Linked DNA regions of Mus musculus: region 1 is linked to region 2. A link is a contact called in public HiChIP or PLAC-seq data. All regions are on one chromosome and are shown on one strand. The core of a region is the stretch at or near the end of the contact, and the rest is flanking DNA. Distances in the headings are between cores, read along the strand shown.

Region 1 (5,458 bases), core at 2,230-4,729, 180 kb before region 2:
ATTAGATTCTTTTACTCACCTTCCATGGGAGTGTTGCTGTCTGGGCGATTTGCAAAGACCACATCCACGTATTCCAGTTGCAGCCTCTGGAGGGAGCCTTTCAGTCCTAGCAGCAGAAGCAGAAAACAGAATATAACCAAAGGCCCAAGAAGTCCAAATAGGACCACACTTAGAAAGTGCTTGAGTTTGATTTCTTTCAAGAATTTACTTAAAAACAAACACTGAGTTAATTACAAGAGTCCTCTTGAACAGGGCACAGCAAGACGATAGCAGCAATTGCTTACCTTCAGAAACATCAGTTGGAGTTATTTCCATATGACTAACCTTCACAAGAGTTAAACCAGAAGAAAGATGATAGTGTCTGGGTTTTAGTATAATAATGGAAAATGATGTTTGAGCAAGCCGGAGGGAAACCCTCCAAATCCAAGAATCAAACAGCCTAGAGAACCACAGAGGCTCTCACCATTCCCAGTGCTCCTAATACAGTTCTTTATGCTATGGTGACCCACAACCATAAGATTATTTTTTCACTGTTATAAATTGTAACCTAAATATCTGTGTTTTCCGATGGCCTTAGGCGACCCCTGTAAAAGGGTCACTTGGATCAAAGGTTGAGAGCAAATGGCCTAGAGAGAGACACTTTTTGGGAGGGGAGGGAGACTTGAACCAACCTCTCACTAGGGTGAAATTCAGTACTGAGTAGACTCCTCCACCCTGCCCTTGCTCCCAGGCTAATCTTCACAGAGAGTCTCTGGATCCACCCCAGAGCTAGGCAAGCATCTCTGACATTGGTGAGCTGGACCCGGGTTCTCACTTACACAATTGCTAACTCAGCCAGTATACCAGTTCTAAAGGTTGTAGCATCAGGTATGACACTACTTAACACCAATCTTGTTAGCCAAGGGATTACCTCCACTATTCACCTTCAATCTCAGGCAGCAAGTTCAAAGACATTTTATTTGCAAGTAACGTATGATGGAAAGAGGTATAGAACTTTTACTTGAAACTCAGTGCTGGGGCTGTAGATTCTTCCCATGAACAACACCCATGCAGAAAAGCCTGGATGTCACATAAAATTCCAGTTTGCATTGCCTGTACCTGGCTGCAGTGGTGTCCAGCCAAAGGGACGACATCACCAGACAGGCCATGGAAACATAGTTACACTGGACTCAGGAACCTAAGGGCTCCAGAGAGGCACCCAAACCTGGCCTTTTGAGCTGCATCCCTTGTGGTAAGGCTCAGGGCTGCTTAGAACCCTGTTGTTCCTGACTGCAGGCTAGTGATTGTAGATGAGGTGTTCGGTCCTGAGATTGGATCACCTTATCTAGGCAGTCCCCTAATCTACCACATACAGCGGTACCAATTGCAACAAACCTAAGCTAGGGATAGCAGAATAGCAGCACTAGTTTTGAATTTACTGGGACTAGCGCCCTCTAGTGTTGCAACCGTGGGCAATAAATACAGGCTCCAGAACGACCTTCTTAGAATTCCCAGGCCAGGCACCATTAAAGCCAAGTAGTGACAGCTGGAATACACGCCGAATGCTTCAGTGCATGGATGCTGTCAGATACTAACAAGCATCGAGAGCTTCCAGGGAGCTGAGATGTCAAAAGCCGATGATGAGGTGGTGGATATGTTGGCCTCTTGGACAAGAATTCAAAACAGTTATTTGATGGAAAGTCGTGAACTTCAAGAAGATACAGAGAAGCTGAGCATGGTGACACATGGCTGTACTTCCAGCACTAAGTATGTTGAGGCAGGAGGATTGCAACTTAGAAGCTTGTCTGAGTTAATGAGATCCTGTTTTGTGTAATGGTCAAGCAAGAGTTGGAGAAATAGTCTTTCTCAAGAAAGAACACACCAATTGGTTATCTAATACCAAATGGACAGCCCTGAAAATGTACATAAAAGTAACATTATGTAGGTTGTATTTATGAATGTAAGACTATATATATGTGTATGTGCATGTGTCTGTGTGTTTGTGTATGTGTGTGTATGTATGCATGTATGTGTATGTGTGCGTGTGTGTCTGTGTCTGTATGTCTGTGTATGTGTTTGTGTATCTATGTCTGTGTATGTGTGTCTCTGTGTGTGTATATGTATATACATATATATGTGTGTATATGTATATATGTGTATGTTTGTGTGTGTCTGTATGTCTGTGTATATCCATGTATATATGTGTGTGTCCATGTGTATATGTATGCATGCATGTGTCTCTGTGTGTATGTGTGCATGTATGTATGTATGTGTGTATGTATATATTTGTGACAACAAATAATGAAAAATAGAAGCCATGCATTTGGAAGAAAGCAAGGAAAGATGTATAGGAGGGTTTGAAGGGAGGAAAGGGTAGGAGGAAGTGACATAATTATAATCTCAAAAAATATGTATATGTACATGTATATGTATATGTATGCCAGAACTGGTCCAGGGGTGGATAATACATTAGAAATAACCTACTGAAACATGATCCTTAAAAGCACAAGAGAATCTGGGTGGTGGTGGTGGGAGCACACCCTTTTTCCAGCACTTGAGATGTAGAAGCAGACAAATATCTAAGTTCAAGGCCAGCCTGGTCTACAGAGGGAGCTCCAGGACAGCCAGGGCTACACAGACAAACCCTGTCTTGAAAATGAGAAATAAAAGCAGACAACAACCATAACAACAACAAAATAAAATCTCTGGAGAAACAATTGAGTAATCACCAGGAAACCTTGCTACAGAAAGTAAAATCATTTTTAGAACCTGTAACAACTCCTGGAGCTGAAATGCAGAGCAGATGAAGAGGGAACTGACAGCATCCACAGAGAATCCACCTAACAGCAGGGGCAGTGAACTTGAAGTCAAGATATTTGAATATATCCAGGAGGAAGAAAGTGAAAAGGAATGAGGAAAGCTCGCAGGGTCTCAGAACATCATGAAAAGAAGAGATACTCAGGTTTGGGGTTTCAGTGAGGGTTTCGGAATCCTAGAGTTAAACATTTACTAAAAGTAACAAGGGGATGGAAAGATGGCTTCGGCAGCTAATAAGTCTTTTCTTCTCTACCAGGGACCCCAGTTCAATTCCTAGCAGAGTTGGGTGGCATCTATAGCCTGTAACTCTAGCTCCTTTCTGACCTTGACTCTTCTTCCCTGCACATGTGGCATCTACTCACACAGACACAAATACATATGCATAAATTTTAAGAGATAAAACTTATAAAAATATAATAACATGCTGAGAAAAAGTGACAGTCTAGTGCTCAGGCCTGAACAGGACATCTCTACCTCCTCTCTGATGCTCCAGGATCGTTATAGACAGAAGGGTCAGAAAGTATACAAGAGCCGGAAAGGCTGTGAAAGGCTAATTTCTGGGTATGCCACGATCAATGCAACTGTGATTTCCCAGCAGCTGAGGCTGTCTTGTATAACACTCGCCTTGACATCAGTTAAACATGGATAAGGGAGGGGCTCGTGGGCCCTACCCCTCCCTACTGAACTATTGGCTACTAGTGGACTCTGGGAGAGGCTCAGCCATTATATTTCATTGTATACCCATGTGTGACTCACACATTATCCCATGACTGCCTTAGTGAAACTCAGGGTGTCACAAAACAAAACAAAACAAAACAAAACAAAAGGACCAGAATTTGAGAAAGCGACTTGCAGCTAGAAGGGAGTTAGACAGAGGAAGAGGAAGATGGGAGAGGAGGAAGAGAGAGTAACCCGAATGTATTATGCAATGCATTCGTATAAAATGCGTTATCAAAGAACACATTTAATAAATAAAGTATATTAAAAACTGGTTTTATAGGAATAAGCATGATTCACACATAGGTTTGTATATACATAAAAATGTATGACGATATTAATGTATTTCCTAAAAAAGATAGTAACAAAAAGCTTTCCAAACCTAGAGAGAGAACCAAATACCCAGATGGAGGAAAGTCAAAGGTAACAGATGTGATTTAACCAAATCTACCCCAAGTTGACATGTTATAATCAGGTCTCAAAAGTTAAAAGAAGAGAATTGTGAAAATAGCAAGAGAAGAAGGAATGGAGGGAGGATGTGTAAGAGGAGGAAGTGGAAGGATAGGAAGGGCTGATATTGGGTTGTAAAGTGAATACATGATAATAGTAATAGTAATAACTAATAATTAATAATAATGGCTGGTGTACTCAGCAAAGCAAGCTTTCAGAGGAGGAGACAAAAGGATATTTCTAAATAGAAGCGAAGGGAATTCTTGCCACTTAGACTCAGTCTAGAATAAATCCTAAGGGGAATTCTTGCGAGCACAAGACATTGTTGAGTAAACAAAACACTGGAAGCGGGCAGTGAGTTTTCAGACAGATGTGGTGTCTTCTAATACTTTAACTATGGCACTCCAAATATCTTTAGTATGAGGATTAAAAATCAAAAAATTTGAAAATGACTACACTGCTATTTTAAGAAATAGGCAATAGAAAAAGATGAAATGAAACATTAGAAATTAAAATATATGACAGAATACAGTGCATGTATTGAGGTTTTCTTTATTTTTAATATTTATGATCAAAATTAAGTTGCCATATTTTCAAAATAACTTGTACTAAATAATCTTTTTGTATATTTAATATTAAGTACAAAGAGAAAACCTACGGTTACACCATAACAAAAAATAAAGAATCGCTGGGCGTGGTGGCGCACGCCTTTAATCCTAGCACTTGGGAGGCAGAGGCAGGCAGATTTCTGAGTTTGAGGCCAGCCTGGTCTACAGAGTGAGTTCAAGGACAGCCAGGACTACACAAGAGAAACCCTGTCCCGAAACAAACAGACAAACGAAACAACCAAAAAAAAAAAAAAAAAAAAAAAAAAGAACCAGACAACACTACTAGAAAAACTCACAACCAAAAACACTGAGAGAGGAAGAAATGAGGAGCTAAAACAATATAGAAAACAAGTAACATCATAAAAAACAATATAACACCCATCATGATGGGTGAGTCCTTTCCCATCAATAACTATTTTAAATATAACTGGATGGAATTCTGCAATACAGATATACATAATGAAGAAAAGTATTTGTCCAATATACATCTGACTAAGGACTGATATCAAGAACATTGAAGAGACTCAATAGCAAATCATTATCTACCACCACTGTAATCATCTTTGTCATGATTCAATTATGTAATGGTAAATAGGCTGAAATATATATTGCCTCAAATAAATGAAAAAAAATGTGATTATCTATCTATCTATCTGACTATCTATCTATCTATCTATCTATCTATCTATCTATCTATCTATCTTATAAGGTCATGCATATTATATTCAGCCACTAGAACATTATATCCTATCATTTATGACAACATAATATACGGAAAGCAAAACATTATTCTTTTTTAATTTTAATTTTTACTATTTTCTTTATTTACATTTCAAATGTTTTCCCCTTTCCTAGTTTCCCCTCTGAAAATCCCCTATCCCCTTCTC
Region 2 (5,398 bases), core at 1,302-3,801:
GGATCCATCCCATAATCAGCTTCCAAATGCTGACACCATTGCATACACTAGCAAGATTATGCTGAAAGGACCCTGATATAGCTGTCTCTTGTCAGAGTATGCCTGGGCCTAGCAAACATAGAAGTGGATGCTCACAGTCGGCTATTGGATGGATCACATGGCCCCCAATGAAGGAGCTAGAGAAAGTACCAAAGAAGCTAAAGGGATCTGCAACCCTATAGGTGGAACAACATTATGAACTAACCAGTATCCCGGAGCTCTTGACTCTAGCTGCATATGCATCAAAAGATGGCCTAGTCGGCCATCACTGGAAAGAGAGGCCCATTGGACACGCAAACTTTATATGCCCCAGTACAGGGGAACGCCAGGGCCATAAAAGGGGAGTGGGTGGGTAGGGGAGAGGGGGTGGGTGGCTATGGGGGACTTTTGGTATAGCATTGCAGATGTAAATGAGCGAAATACCTAATAAAAAATGGAAAAAAAAAAAAAAAAAAAAAAAAAAAAAAAAAAAGAATTAACTTCTAACATCTGACCTACCTTTTGCAAACTCTGAGAGGAATAATTATTCTAGGTTCCAGAGCAAAATGGGTTCTTTTCAGTCAAGAGTCTAGAAATATTAATATCTTCCTGCAGCTGAAACCATACCCAGTGCTTGGAGAGTGGTAAAAATAATCATGTCAACAGCTGACCTGTGCTGAGGCGAGCTATGCTCTGGGCTTTGTTCCAGCTGTTTCTCGTCTTAGCACATGTAACCATCAAAACTTGACCCTGAGAGGTGCTCCGTGCAGACTGTCCTGCACTTCCCTCTGCATCTCCTCTCTCCGTCTCCCTGATCTGTGCTCTGGGTGCTCACTTCTTCGGACCTTACCTTCAGGCTCCCAAAGGAGAAAGCTAAGGGTTTCTTAGGATCTCACAGTAGGATGAGAAGAGAGGCTTGGTAGTACTGTTCTTCCAGTTTAATTTCTTAGGATTCTAGGCTGTATGTCATTTCACAGCTCTATGCTTTAACCCAGTTGGACAGCCACTGGATTCTCTTTAGCTTCCGGGCCTTGCTTCCCCTCCTCATGCTGAAGATATGGGGGTTCCTTGCTATCCCCAGCGTGTTCACCAACTTTCCTGGAGTGCCTGTAGCTCTCTGTGCACTCAGCCCATTGATGGCCTCTTAAACTCCTCCTCTTACTTGAGTGTGCCATTTATCTGGATCCTAAATAATTTAGTACAATCATTTCCATTTTATGGATTGAAATATACTGAAATCCTGATAGGCTCTGCGACTTGTACAGGATCACACGTTAATAAATGGCAGAGCCAGGATATAACTAAGATCTTACTCTAGCACAGGTCTTAGCTATCATGGAGTACAGCACTTCCTTGTGTTGTTTTATGCAGGATGTCTGCAGTGCACCTAGGCTTCCAGCCCAGGTCGGCAACCTGACTTTACTGCTGGTGGCTGGATGATGCTGGTTTTCCAGAGCAGCATGGTTCTTTGGGCTTTGGTTTCATCATCTATAAACTGAAGGAAAAAAAGCCCTGTTCTACTTACTGCTCAGGATTCTTTTAAAAATAAAACTGAGGCAATAAAACTGACATGAATGCTATGTAAATACAAGTTATTTAGGGTGACTATACTGTTTCTAATGGTATTAATATGCACATATCTCTCTCTTTATACACACACACACACACACACACACATATATCCACATAAATATACACATTTTTTCTTACATTGGCCCATGTATGCTCTACTGAGATAGAAATATATATATATATATATATATATATATGAATATAAAATTGTGTGTTTGTGTGTGTGTATGTGTGTGTGATATAACCATCATTCAGTCTATAGGTCAAAATGCCATTGTTCTAAGATAAAATCCTTTGCCCAGGTATCTACTATTGTTTTCCCTGTCAGCTTTGCTCTAAGTAACAAGACTCCCACATTTATATTCAATTATATAACAACTTTTCTGTCTTTAACTTCATTCCCCATTGACAATTTTCTATGTAAGAAGAAATGTCCACATCTTTAGAGGCTAAAGGAACACACACATGAATTATATTGTGTAAAATGGGTTTTTAATCCCACCTGAATGAACAGGAACTTTTTTCTTACATTGGCCCATGTATGCTACTGAGATCAACATGCGCTAAGAGGAAAACCAAAATGAAAGTTTCTATTGGTTGGTGAAAAGCAAGATCTTCGTCTTTCCCGTCCGGTTGGAGGCTAGTGAGTATTTGATAATATTCTGGACTTCAGTTCTCAGAATGACCCACAGTGCTTGATCTACAAAGCCTTAAAGAATTCCAGGGCCTTAAAGAATTCCAGAGCCTTAAAGAATTCCAGGGCCTTAAAGAATTCCAGGGCCTCCAGAGAGCAGTACATTCTCATGTGAGGGTGATAGCAGTGGGCTCTCAGGAAGTTGCAGGAATTTGCAGAGCATCACTTTGCCAAGAACAAGCAACATGGAGCCTGGTAGTGTCCTGTCTGCAGCCCACATGTTCACAGACCCGACAGAGACTCCTCTCCCACACACAAGGCTGGCTACCACAGCCCTCGGAGGGAAAAGCAGACACTCCCATGCACCCTAGATGCATTCCTCACCTTCGTCTGCCCATAGGTCTGACTCATTGTCCGATATTGGCAATATTATTTATTTATGTAGTGACTCAGTTTTCCTATTGACAAAGTATGTATCAGCTTCCTGCCTGGTGCTCACATGATTCTAGATTGTTGGTGAATCTATCTCCAAATGTAGCCACAGAGCAGTGAAGGAAAATTAATTCTTTGTACCTTTACCTAGAATCAAGGATGTATGCGTCACATGTACTTACTTTAAATCAGACAACAGATGTTAGATGTCTTTGACATTTAAGATTCTGGCTCAGGGCATACATCCCTCTCATCTTTGTTTCTCCTGCATGTGTGACCTCATAAGTGGGTGGGTATGGAGGCAATGAAATACATGGCTATCAGGCTGGAATCTAGATTCAGGCAGGATGGTATGGGGTGTTTTACCTTCCTGAGCCTCAGTTTATGTATCTATATATACATACACACGTATATATATACATACACACATATATATATACATACACACACATATATATACATATATATATATATGTACACTTTTGCATTTTTTATGTATGACTTACCATAGTCTATAAATTGACTAACATCTTTCTTTTTATACTCCCACTTTCAGCTCTTCTCCCAAGTGCCCATTATGTGGCAGGTTCTCAGAAATTATTGATCAAGAGAAAGAAGATGGATTCTTGCCCTCCAGGAGGTCACTTCCGAGGCAGTACATAAGACAGCTGCATACCAGGTAGCTGGTACTGACTGGCTGATGAATGACACACAGCGCTGAGAGACGGAATGCTTCTGATCAGATCGAAAGGCAGGCTGCATTGGAAAGTGGTGCTTCCAGCTGAAATCATGGTGCCCTCCCTTATCAGAACACGGCTCAATCAATTACAAATATCACTCCAGCTCCGGTCACTCAAACAGGGACATCATCTCCTCTTTCTTTTCTGGGTTAGAACTTTTACCTTATCATGGTGATAACTGACTACATTAAATTCCTTCTGATGCTCCAACCAATTAACAGGAATTTAGTGGCTCTACAAGAACTTTAGATTGCCTCACATTGCTGTAGAAGCCAGCATTTCTCAATCAGTTTTAGCTGGCTAAAGTCAGAGACATGGTCAGGGGAGCAGGGCTGGTCACCAACGCAGCTTTGGCAGAGAATCACTTCCTGGTCTTTTTGTCGCCACTGCATTCTGCCACACTCAGCCGTCAGCTCTCTCTTCAGACCCAGCGGTGAACACCCTTCCATCTGTCTGTCATCAGAATTTCCCTCTACTTCACTCTCAAGAGGGAGTTTTTGTGGTTGCACTAAGTTGTGCCTGGATAATCCAGGATAATCTCCTCAGTTCAGGATCTCCAAATAAACTCCAGCTACAAATTTCACGAGCCACGCATTCACAGTGTTAGGGCCTGGCGGGCATTATACCTTCATGGAGCAGCCAGTAAAAAGAGGAAGGAGGTCATATCTTACAAACCTTTTTTTCATTGAACTTAATTTCTGTGTATGTATTTGAGCTACTGTGTGTTACTAGTACTGTGGAATGTGAGGCCTCTAGTGTTTTTTTTTAAGAAGCAGAGAAGTAGATCAAAATGATCCAGGATGAAGTACAAAAGACAAGGGGCAAGGAAAGAAATACTCAAAGCCTTGTAAATGGGAGCTCAGGGGCCAGTGTTGCCTGAGTCATGCCTGCAGCCATTTCTGATAAACGGGAAAGAAGACCTACATGAAGAATGGCACTGTGAGCTGAGTGGGCAGATGTTCTTTAAATGAGCAATTTTTACATAATTCAGGGAGAGGGTTGAGTGGTGAGCTTGTAACTATCTCTCTTCTTCCAAAATTATTTTGATTTTAACTAATCTCTGTATATGCTTGTATTTTTGTGTATGTATATGTGTATTTCTGTATAGGTTAGAAGAAGAAGTTGAACTCCCCCAGAACTGGAGTTACAGGTGGTCGTGAGCCACCTAATATGGGTACTGAGAACTAACTTTGGGTTCCTTGCAATAGCAGCAAGCATTCTTAACTGTTCTTCATGGTAGAATTTGGCCATTCAAGTGATCACATAATTACTCTCATCAGGAGACATTTGCTATGTACACAATTGACTTTTGTGCATAGTCTTTGGAGAGATTTTATTTATTTTAGACTATTAAATTCCCCTTCCTCCACTTAAACAAAGTGTTTGATTTTTGTCCTTTGAAAGTCCCTAGGAACATGTCTCCTTGAAGGTAAAGACAAAGCCTTATTTTTAATCTCAAGTTGGATATGTACATTTATTACTGAGGAGGTATGAATATGCTATATAGATGTGGTCTCAGTATTTGTCACCTACTTGCTCAGGGGGTGGCACCCACACTATCAGCTTTCACATGAAATCAACATACCAGTGCTTTGGTGTGTGGCGCTAAGCTCTACCCCTTCTAATAACATTGTCACCATAGTTACTAATTCCTTTCCAGGAGTGGACCAGAGTAGTTTAATAGAATAGACAACAGCAGAAATATAAGTAGCATAAATAAAATTTGATACAAATGTGTTGTCCCAGATCTGACTGCTGTCTGTGTGAGGACACAGGATCTTGCCTTCTAAGTAGAAAACGGTCAACAGGCTACAGAGCCTCAAACCTCACTGCTATACCTAGTGAACCTTTAAAAGGGATAAAGTATACTCAATGTCTTAGTCAGGGTTTCTATTCCTGCATAAACATCATGACCAAGAAGCAGTTGTGGAGGAAAGGGTTTATTTGGCTTACACTTCCACATTGCTGTTAATCACCAAAGGACGTTAGGACTGGAATGCAA

What was found. HiChIP or PLAC-seq counts read pairs in DNA pulled down with a chosen protein or histone mark.
Region 1: a contact with region 2 is called in a FOXA1 HiChIP or PLAC-seq map of pancreatic cancer cells. The contact joins two enhancer-like sites. A contact is called at or near these places in 1 of 484 Hi-C or Micro-C datasets (embryonic fibroblasts) and 1 of 115 datasets of contacts at active chromatin or transcription factors (pancreatic cancer cells).

Annotation. Positions count from the first base shown.
Region 1 is chr3:65,314,067-65,319,524 of GRCm38.p6, reverse strand. Kcnab1 (potassium voltage-gated channel, shaker-related subfamily, beta member 1) reads right to left here. Exons shown (of 14, transcript NM_010597.5): 8 at 20-106. Among named protein-coding and RNA genes, the nearest start is that of A330015K06Rik, 14 kb to the right of the region's middle. Within about 2 kb of position 3,479, at least 12 of the 459 cell types and tissues checked have an H3K27ac peak or open chromatin away from gene starts, as enhancers often do. A contact at or near this core is called in pancreatic cancer cells, where this site is marked.
Region 2 is chr3:65,132,429-65,137,826 of GRCm38.p6, reverse strand. The region is part of intron 1 of Kcnab1 (potassium voltage-gated channel, shaker-related subfamily, beta member 1); the gene reads right to left. It overlaps A330015K06Rik (RIKEN cDNA A330015K06 gene), which reads left to right. Exons shown (of 5, transcript NR_126080.1): 4 at 2,019-2,233; 5 at 3,213-4,768. Among named protein-coding and RNA genes, the nearest start is that of Kcnab1, 26 kb to the right of the region's middle. Within about 2 kb of position 2,551, at least 36 of the 459 cell types and tissues checked have an H3K27ac peak or open chromatin away from gene starts, as enhancers often do. A contact at or near this core is called in pancreatic cancer cells, where this site is marked.